Linked DNA regions of Sus scrofa: region 1 is linked to region 2. A link is a contact called in public Hi-C data. All regions are on one chromosome and are shown on one strand. Each heading gives the region's core, a stretch centred on a gene start, on an enhancer-like site or on the middle of the called end of the contact. The rest is flanking DNA. Distances are from core to core; before and after follow the strand shown. Region 1 overlaps WWP2 (NEDD4-like E3 ubiquitin-protein ligase WWP2). Region 2 overlaps WWP2 (NEDD4-like E3 ubiquitin-protein ligase WWP2).

Evidence for each region. Hi-C and Micro-C count contacts between places; a contact is called where the count stands out from the background.
Region 1: a Hi-C map of liver shows a contact between it and region 2, with 2.6 times the contacts expected there. The contact joins two enhancer-like sites. A contact is called at or near these places in 21 of 47 Hi-C or Micro-C datasets (adipocytes, blood, brain and 12 more) and 2 of 2 datasets of contacts at active chromatin or transcription factors (alveolar macrophages and skeletal muscle).

Annotation. Positions count from the first base shown.
Region 1 is chr6:17,067,777-17,072,811 of Sscrofa11.1, forward strand. It overlaps WWP2 (NEDD4-like E3 ubiquitin-protein ligase WWP2), which reads right to left. Exons shown (of 24, transcript XM_021093861.1): 22 at 3,554-3,650; 23 at 3,292-3,364; 24 at 1,004-2,815. The coding sequence ends at 2,716. Among named protein-coding and RNA genes, the nearest start is that of MIR140, 7.3 kb to the right of the region's middle. Within about 2 kb of position 1,610, at least 10 of the 83 cell types and tissues checked have an H3K27ac peak or open chromatin away from gene starts, as enhancers often do. A contact at or near this core is called in liver, where this site is marked.
Region 2 is chr6:17,178,178-17,182,914 of Sscrofa11.1, forward strand. All of the region lies in intron 4 of WWP2 (NEDD4-like E3 ubiquitin-protein ligase WWP2), which reads right to left. Among named protein-coding and RNA genes, the nearest start is that of WWP2, 47 kb to the right of the region's middle. Within about 2 kb of position 1,869, at least 15 of the 83 cell types and tissues checked have an H3K27ac peak or open chromatin away from gene starts, as enhancers often do. A contact at or near this core is called in liver, where this site is marked.

The sequences.
Region 1 (5,035 bases), core at 360-2,859, 110 kb before region 2:
ATTCACCAGCAAACTGGACACAAATGCAATGCCTGTTCGGACAAAGACGGGTGTGCTACAGAACAGCCATACCGTGGACTATCACGCCCTAAAGAATTCATTGGACCTATGCTGACAATCATGGAAAGGTGTCCCTAATACCTCATTTAATGAGATAAGCTGCTCAACATGTATGTCATTTTTGGTGTATTTTCCAACTATATGTATATATGATTTATACACACAAAATTGTTTGGAAGGACCACCCACTGAACAGCAGTTACTTGTGGGGAGAACAGTTTCACCGAGAGGTGTCTTACTTGAATTGATTATGAGATGTCTGTATAATGTATAGACTTCGGTGGATCATTTCCTCGAAAGTACGGCACTGCCCTGTCAAGTGGAGAAAGGCTTCGGAGTTGGGGGGTAGTGAATTCGGCTCATGAACTCCAGGAAGGAGGTGCTCTGTACATCTCTGCCTCCCCTGGAAAGAAGCCTGATCACAGCAAGGCTTGATCCAGGACAAAGTCATTTCCATGTCGAAAGCACCAAGACCGCACTGATGGGTCCCATCGGAACCCTTCAAGAAAGGGGTCAGCAAGCCCTTGTCTGACCAAGAGCCCAAGACCAGAGAGCCCTCTGCACCATCAGGGAACTCAAGAGATCCCAGGAAATGTTTCTCGAATGAATGATCGCCCAGAACACTGTCCCCAGGAGCTGGTGCCCGAAGCCTGTCTAACCTGTAGCCTCATCTCTTGGCACTCCTGTGCCACAGCACCTGCCCAAAGAGACCCAGGCCAAAAGGGTGCCGCGAACCAAGTGACGGAGGGCTGAAGTCTGGAACCCCTGGACAAGGACACAGCAACCTGTCAGAAGTGCGGCTGTCTTGGTAGATGACGCACACAATTCTCAAAACCAGCAAGGTCATGGAATTTCCACCCAGTCTGGACCTGGAGGGTGTGTGGGGCCCAGAGGCCTTTTGCCTGGAGGACAGAGATTTGGACACATCCACGCCAACACCACCCACAGCTGCTGATTGTTTATTGCACAAGAAACTGGCAATACCGAGGCAAGGGCGGGGAGCGTTACAAAACAATCTGGTGACCACCTCAGAGCTACCAAAGGGCATTCCGTACAGACACCTCAGTTATATACACATATGTACACACACACCCACATGAACACACTCCGCACACCCAGAGCCCGAGGCTTCCAAACCCCGCCTGGCAGCTGGCACCCCAACCCCCAACACGGTGAGATGCTGCAGGGAAGCACGGCAAACGATTCCAGGGAAGGAAAAATGGTTGAGCCGCGATGAACTGAGCCGCTGACATCAGCACGCGCAACAGAGCGGCCAGGGCCCTCCTCCCTGGGCCGGGCCAGGGAAGGACGAGGCCCTGGGACCATGACAGGGTCCTCAGAAGGCCCCTGGACCGGCCCGAGGGCTGCATGGGGGCCCCGCGACAGTCACCACTCCAGCTTCCCAGAGGAGTGTGTTCACCTTGACGATTGCAACACATGGCAGGATGCCCACGGCAGAGGCTGGCGGGAGCTCCAGAAATCAGGCCCGACTGGGCATGGCAGCTCAGGGCCCTTCTGCTGGTTTCCTACAAGCAGCTGTCGCCTCACTTGGAGGCAGAGTAGGCTCACTCCACAGTGGCTGCGTCCCACCTCATTCTCCACCCGGACGCACGGGCTGCCTGGAGGTCCAGGGACTTGAGCCCCATCGCTACATCTAGCGGTGGTGGGGGCGGGGGGGGTTCTTCGCGGAGGGAGAGGGCAAGGTTGGGGTGGCACTCGGGACAACAGCGCCCTTCCCTCTCTGTCAGGGCTCGGGGACAAGGCTGCTGTGAAGCTGAGCTGCCAGGTCAGGCCTGCCTGAGCTCACACAACTGCTGAGCAGGTTCCTAAGTGGAGCCGCTGTTGGGGCAATTCTTGGACAAACAGGGCTGGGGCCGTCGAGGTCCTAGCCATGCCTGGCACGCCAGCTCCTTGATGGAAAGTGACAGCAGCATAGCAACCACGAAACACAAAGCAACCCCACACACAAAATGCTTCAAGTTTATGTCAAAGGGAAAAGAAAGTCTGAGGGCGTTTGCTGTTTCCATCCCACTGACATGACCCTTTATCTGCTGGAAAGAACGAACGGGCCCGCGCCGAGTGCAGGAAGGGGCCTTGCTGCTCGGCCTCGGGAGCTAGAGCCATTGAGGGAGGTGGCCTAGATCCAGAGCTCCTCTCCCTCAGACCTTCCTTTACACAGGTCACTGGAAAGTTCCATATAAAACAGAACCTCTTTTACTGGCGAAGACCTTGGGCTTCCTTAGCCCAGAACACCTACCCCGAGTGGCCGGTCTCCTTCTCACCTAGCCAGCCCGTGAGGCCCAGGGCTTGGGCTCGGGCGCCCTGCCTGGCACCCTCACACACAGCTAGGGCGGGTCTCGGGGAGAAGGAGGGTGAGCTCTGCACAGAGGGGCAGCTCTCCCGACACTGCAGTGGGTGATGGGGCCGAGGGTGACATGGGGGCTTTATTCCAGGCTGCCACCAGTGGGTAGGAGGGAGGGGCAGGCGGGACCTCTTGAAGGCAGGCTCTGCCGCCACCGGCCTGACGACGCTGTGGTCCCACACGGGGCCACCGTCTGCAGGGGCCTCCCGGGGGCTGCGCAGCCAGCAGCCTCTCGGGCAGGGAGGACTCAGGACTGCATATGTGCTGGGGGGCGTGGGAGAGGGCGGCCTCAGCTACTCCTGTCCGAAGCCCTCGGTCTCCTCGATGGCGTACAGCAGCTTCTCTTTCAGCTGTTCGTAGCTCTTGTATGGTGGGAGGTCCAGCCGGTTGAAACTGGTGAGAAAGAATTGGGCAGACAGCACAGGGAGGTCAGAGCTCTCACAGCCACCGGGGGTCCACATAGAACCCCACCACCACCACCCCACTGCGCTCAACCGTGATGCCAGGCAGACAGATCCTGGGACAGGGTTCTCTGCTGTGTCCCTGGACCAAGCAGGGCTTAGAGGAGGCAGGGCTGCAGGGGAGATGGGGAACAACAGGGGGCGCTCGGAACAGCAGCTCTTTGCCTACTTGAAGAGGGTGTTTCAGTAGTGAACCCCTGGGGTGGCCAACAGAGCGCGGAACTGCGTGACAGCTCCCAAAGGTCAGAGGCCCAGGCATGCCACACCCCTCCTCTCTAAGCCCAACACCCAGAGCTACTCAAGAGTGGCCAGTGTCAAGGCCCTGAAGACACCTCGCCCACTGGGCTGCCTTCTGGCGCTCTCCCGGCCTCAGGTTCCTGCCACCTCCCCTCCAACCAACACACTCACCAGGTGTGGCTCCTGGGCAGCCAAGTTTCCTTGCCAACCTTGTCAATGCAAAACTTCTGTGGCCCATTGCTTCCTGTGGTCCGGAAAAATGCACTGTGTGTCACAGGATGGTCCCTTCCGAAGGCAGGACCCTCCGGCTCCAACCGCTGAAGGCTCAGCCTCCCTCCCACTGATCTGCTTCCAGGAAGACACTAGGTCCTGCCCCCTTCTTTGAGCTGTCCTCACCCCCCCAAGGGCACCCGCAGGCCAAGGGGAAATGTACCAATGAGTTCGACGAAGCCCCCAACGGGCAGGCGGCAGGTCCCAGTGACAAACTGCAGCAGCCGGATCCTCTTCTCGTTGTCCATCTCCTTCACCACCTGCAGCTCCACAAGCCAAGGCAGCGTCAGGGAGCCGCTTGGCCCAGTACCTCCCCTGACCTCTAACTCTCCACTGAGCCGGGCCCCTCTTTGGGACGGAGAACTCGGAGCCCGGGCTGGAGGGGGAGCTGACCACTGCCACCTGGGCAACCCCAAAGCCATTCTCTCTAAAAGGCTGTGCTGGCCTTTCCCACCAGGTGATGTCACATCGCTTGGTCTCAGGGACACTTTGGATCAGGCAGTCTTCCTCCCTCCAAGTTCTGCTTTTATTTATTTGTTTACTTATTTTTATCTTATTTATTTATTGTGGGGGGCTCATCTGTGGCAAGTGGAAGTTCCCAAGCTAGGGGTTCAATCAGAGGTGTAGCTGCCACACTACACCACAGCCACAGCAATGCCAGATCCAAGCAGCGTCTGTGACCTACACCACAGCTCCTGGCAACACCGGATCTTTAACCCACTGAGCAAGGCCAGAGACTGAACCCCTGTCTTCATGGATACAAGTTGGGTTTGTTACCACTGAGCCACAAAAGGAACTCCCTGATTTTATTTATTTATTTTTGCTGTTTAGGGCCACACTCGCAGCATATGGGAGTGTCCAGGCTAGGAGTTGAATTGGAGCTGTAGCTGTAGGCCTACACCAGAGCCACAGAAACACAGGATCCAAGCCACGTCTGCGACCTCCACCACAGCTCACGGCAACGGCAGATTCTTTAAACACTGAGCAAGACCAGGCATTGAACCCACGCCCTCATGGATTCTAGTCAGGTCTGCAACCCTGTGAGCCACAATGGGAACTCCCAAGTTCTGCTTTTAAAAGTATACTAAGGACAGGAGTGACTGCTTAATGGGTATGAGGTTTCTTTTTATGGGGGATGAAATATTCTGGAATTAGACAGTGATGAAGGCTACACAGCACTGTTAAAAGCCACGTCAGATCCACTGAGCTGTACACCTTAAAATGCTTAACCCAGTGAATTTTACAGCATAGGAATTTCACTGCCACAAAAAACCTACACATGCTTGTTCTTTTTTGTATATGCTATACTTCATAATGACGACAACGACTGGACCCACACACACAAAGGAATCGACTCATTGTATCTGAGACAACGAGCCCATTCCGTTTCTTTGGAGCCAACCTCATGCTTGCCCCTGCCACCTGGCTGGACAGGGACCCACAGGACAGACGAGAGCTTTCCTTCCTGTACATAATGAGCCCCCACTGCATTCCAGCATTTGGAGCTGGGCCACCCACCGCCCACCCACACTGGCCACAACCCAGATGCCACAGCTCCCTTTGTCTCAAGGTTGGGTGTCTCATCTCCTTTTGCAAGTTGAGGGAGGTGAGGAGAGGGTCAAAGACGAGGGAGGCGGTAACACAA
Region 2 (4,737 bases), core at 619-3,118:
AAAAAAAAAGAATTTCCCATGATTTTTAACCTCCTTCGTTGAAAGGCAATATATGCAGAGAGTGCAGGCAAAGGCTCTTGAGACAAAAAGGCCTGGGTCAAATCCCAACTCTGCCTCCACCTACTATGCGACCTTGGGCAAGTTACAGCATGTCTGCCTGTTTCCTCCTCAAAGGAGATGGCAGTACCACCTACCTCATGGGTATGAGGAGGATTAAATGAGAAGGAAAAAATATATATATATCTATATATACACACACATATATATTAAGACTTCATACCTGGCACATACTAAGCGGTCACAATGTTTTTGTCTTTTTTTTCAACAAGCACGAAAGAATAAAAATCCAAAAAATAATGATAACATTTTCAGTTTTAGGTTTATGCTTCCTTTATAATCACAAAAAAGTATTAATAGTCCCCTCATTGCCCCCATATCCAGAGGTTCCACATCCAGATTCACCCAAATGGGGATCAAAAATATTCAGAAAAAGGAGTTTCCACCATGGTGCAGTGGAAACAAGTCTGATTAGGAACCATGAGGTTGTGGGTTCAATCCCTGGCCTTGATCAGTGGGTTAGGGATCCGGCATTGCCCTGAGCTGTGTGTAGGTTACAGATGAGGCTCAGATCCTGCATTGCTGTGGCTCTAACATAGGCCAGTGGCTACAGCTCCGATTCACCTGAGAACCTCCATATGCCATGGTGCAGCCCTAAAAAAACAAAAACAAAAACAAAAAAATCAGAAAAAAAGAAAATTCCAGGGAGTTCCCTGGTGGCCTAGGAGTTAGGGATATGGCACTGTCACCACTGTGGTTCATGTTTGATCCTTACCTTGGGAACTTACACATGAGGGAAAAAAAAAAATTTCAGAAAGTTCCCAAAAGCCAACCTTGAATTTACTGTGCTCCAACAACAATTCACAAAGCACTTACATTGTATGAGGTATTATAAGTAATTTAGAGATGATTTAACAGATACGAGGTATGTGCATAGGTTATATGCAAATATAACACTATTTCACATAAGGGACTTGAGCATCTTTGGCCTGTGGTATTGGGGCAGGCCCCACAGATACCAAGGAACAATTATAATACTTTCAATTTTGGGGAGCTTCCATCTTGGCTCAGTGGCTATGAACCCGACTAGGAACCATGAGGTTGCGGGTTTGATCCCTGGCCTTGCTCAGTGGGTTAAGGATCCGGCGTTGCCGTGAGCTGTAGTATAAGTCCCAAATGCAGCTCCAATCCCACATTGTTGTGGCTATGGTGTAGGCTGGGGGCTGCAGCTTCAATTCAACCCCTAGCCTGGGAATCGCCATATGCCACGGGTGTGATTCTAAAAAGACAAAAAAAATATATACATATTTTCACTTTTGGGAGCAAGAGAGAATTTCTCAGAAACTTTCTGTGAGCCTTCCATGAGACTGAAATAACTAGGTCTTAGTGGCTGACCAGGTTCATAAACGTAACCTCTTGGCTCTGCAGGACTGGCTTGGCCATTCCTCCCATCAGGCCTCATCAAGGCACTGGAGTTTGCAGCTATGTTCTAAAGAACAGCTCCCTACCAGTCCATAGCACTGTCACGTACTTCCTTTTCGCTTCCATCTCTTGCCTGCCTCCCCCTCAGCTGAAGAAGCAGTGAATACTTTTTCAAACTTAAAACTGTTTTCAAGTGAGGAGCAACGTTTTAAAATTTTCTCTCGTCTCCCCCTGACTCACGTTCCAAGGATCAGTGGTTTTATTTACCTTTCAGTGGAAAAACTGGAAAAACAGCGCTGTGTTTACTTTAAAATCAATGCATGCACTGTGTGTCAGGCCTGCCTCCTTGAGCCACACACGGCCCACACACCAGAGCACACCATCCTCGCAGAGAAGGAGGGAGGGAGGGCTCGTGACTGGCCTATCTGTTCTCGGAACGTAAAGTGCAGTAACAACCCTCTGCTTAGAAGATTTTTAAATAAATAGGAAGCTGTTTGCTTTTTTTTCTCTGCTTTTTTTTTTTTTTTTTTTTTTTCAGTCTGGAGACACACATGTGGAAAGAAAACAGACCTACATAGAAAATGAAGAGCTTAAGCAAAGAGTTTTTCAAAGGTACTTCATTCCTTGCAGTGGTTTGGGTACAGTGATTCTCAAACCACCTCCTGTGCCTGCAGAACTGAGGAAATGAGTGAATTGATGGATGATGGGAAGAGGCAGGGCTCTTAGGAAAGCAGGAGTATCAGCAAGAACCCTGCGGGGCTGAATTAGAACCGGAGGTTTCAGTACAAATTCATCATGTTTAATACAAGACAAAGGAGTAGATATTTACATGTCTGTGTGCACTGGGGTTTTTTTGTTAGTTTGGGGGGGTTTTGTTTTTGTTTTTTGCTTTTTAGGGCCACACCCGCTGCATGTGGAGGGTCCCAGGCTAAGGGTCAAATCAGAGCTACAGCTGCCAGCCTACACCACAGCCACAGCAACGCCAGATCCAAGCTACACCTGCGACCTACACCACAGCTCACAGCAACGCCGGATCCTTAACCCACTGAGCCAGGCCACGGATCAAACCCGCAACCTCATGGTTCCTAGTAGGACTCATTTCTGCTGTGCCACAATGTGAACTCTGGCTTTTTGGTTTTTGTTTTTTTAAATTCTTCCCCTTTTTTGGCTGCCCCAGGCCACAGTGAGTTCCCAGGCCAGGGATCAGATCCGAGCCTCAGTTGTGACATACACCACAACTTCATCAACGCTGGATCCTTAACCCCACTGTGCCCAGCCAGGAATCAAACCTGTGTCCTGGCACTGCAGAGATGTTGCCGATCTGGTTGAGCCACAATGGGAACTCCAGAACGTTAGGTTTCTTGATTTGGTTAATTATACAGTACTTCAGTAAGAAAATACCCTTCTTCTTAGGAAACAGACACTTAACTATTTAGGGATAAAGAAGTACAAGATTTGTCATTTTAAATGACTCAGCAAATCATTATATGTGTATATACAGATGGAGACGATGTTATGGCCAATGCACCAAAATATCAACAGTTGGGTGAAGGGTAGAGGGGTATTCTTGGTCCTATGCTTGTAACCTGTCTCTGAGTTTGAAATTTTTTATTTTTATTTTTTTCTTGTCTTTTGAGAGCCTCACCCATGGCTTGTGGGAGTTCCCAGGCTAGGGGTCAAATCGGAGCTAAACTGCTGGCCGACGCCACAGCCACAGCCACAGCCATGCCAGTTGCGAGCCATGTTTGTGACCTACACCACAGGCTCACGGCAACGTCGGATCCTTAACCCACTGAGCAAGGCCAGGGATCGAACCCACAACCTCATGGTTCCTAGTCGGATTCATTTCCGCTGTGCCACAACAGAACTCCTGAAATTATTTTAAAGTAAAGGAGTTTTGTTGCTGTTGTCGTTTTTAATCCACCTCAAGCTAGATTTCCCTCCTCAGAAGCAGGACGAACTGGTAGTGCCAAGGTCTGTGGTGCTGATGAGGCTGGCTGCGGGAGAGGAGCGCTTCAGGACAAAAGTGGGTCCCGGGTCCTACGTGCCAGCAAGCCAGAAAGAAAGGGAGACCGTCCAGCGGACGGGGGCGGTTGAAACCTATGTTGACAACTCTGAAGCTGGAGGGCAGGGATTAGGTTTGAAAATTCCCCTAACGAAAAGGTTTTTAAAAGTCGATATTCATGCAATTAAAAACAAATTTTTTAAATCAATATTCAACCGCAAAAGCTGGCTTGCACACAGAGATGACGAGACCTGTCCTTAGGAGACAAACCAGGACTTTTGGGCAAGTCCTCCGCTCCGGCGCAGCCAGGTCAGTGTCCCCGCAGGGTCAGCGGAGGCTGACCATGACGCAAGTGCTGGGCTTGAGTAAAACCCTCTACCCCAGCATCCCTCGGCCAGGGGGAGGCAGCAAGCGTCAGCTGGGCTTCCCAATGAACTTTAAAGTCCGCCCAGGGGAAAACAAGGGAGCGAATGAAAGGATGAATTATGTTCCGTGGAGCAGAAAAACGCCAGGTGGGGCAACCCCTACGCGTCATGTCCTTCCCGGGAAAAGTGGTTTCCAGAAGACCGGGGCTCCCGATGAGAGGAGTCGCCTCACCCACTGGGACCCACTACCCTACGAAACCGTATTCCTACTTAGACATCACTCTGGAAACACTTCCGGCCCGGCAGCTCCCCAGGGAGCGCATGCGCCCAGACCACGGTGCAGAAGTGTCCCATGCTGCCAACGGCCTCCCCGCGCCACACCTGCAAAGCCTTCCCACTTCTTCAGTCTTAGAACTGTCTCTTGGAACAACCTCAGGTCTGCCTCCCATGTAGGCAAGGAGGTTCCCTATCAGGAAACTGTCTTTGATGTCCATCTCTGGGATTTGACCCGCCCACTCTTTGCAAAGGAAAGTAGCCTACGATGCAGAATAATAACTACCCTTACTCCTCCTCCTCCCCCCATAGGACTTCCATGTGTCAGGTACTGTGAGTTCATTTAATCTCAAAACAACATTTTACAGACAAGGAAACAGAAGCAAAGTGAAGTTAAGGGATGGGAGGCTGTACAAAGCTGCTGGAATCAGGATTCAGACCCACGCAGTCTGAGTCCACTGTCTTCCCATCCTGAACCACTTCTCTACACAGCAGATTTGCAATCACCAGAAACAGCTGTGCTCTAAATAGGAGGCTTTATGAAAAATGGCTAGAATATTTTCTCTATTGGTTATGCTACTGCCATCCTAGATTTATAAATTTTCATCCTAGATT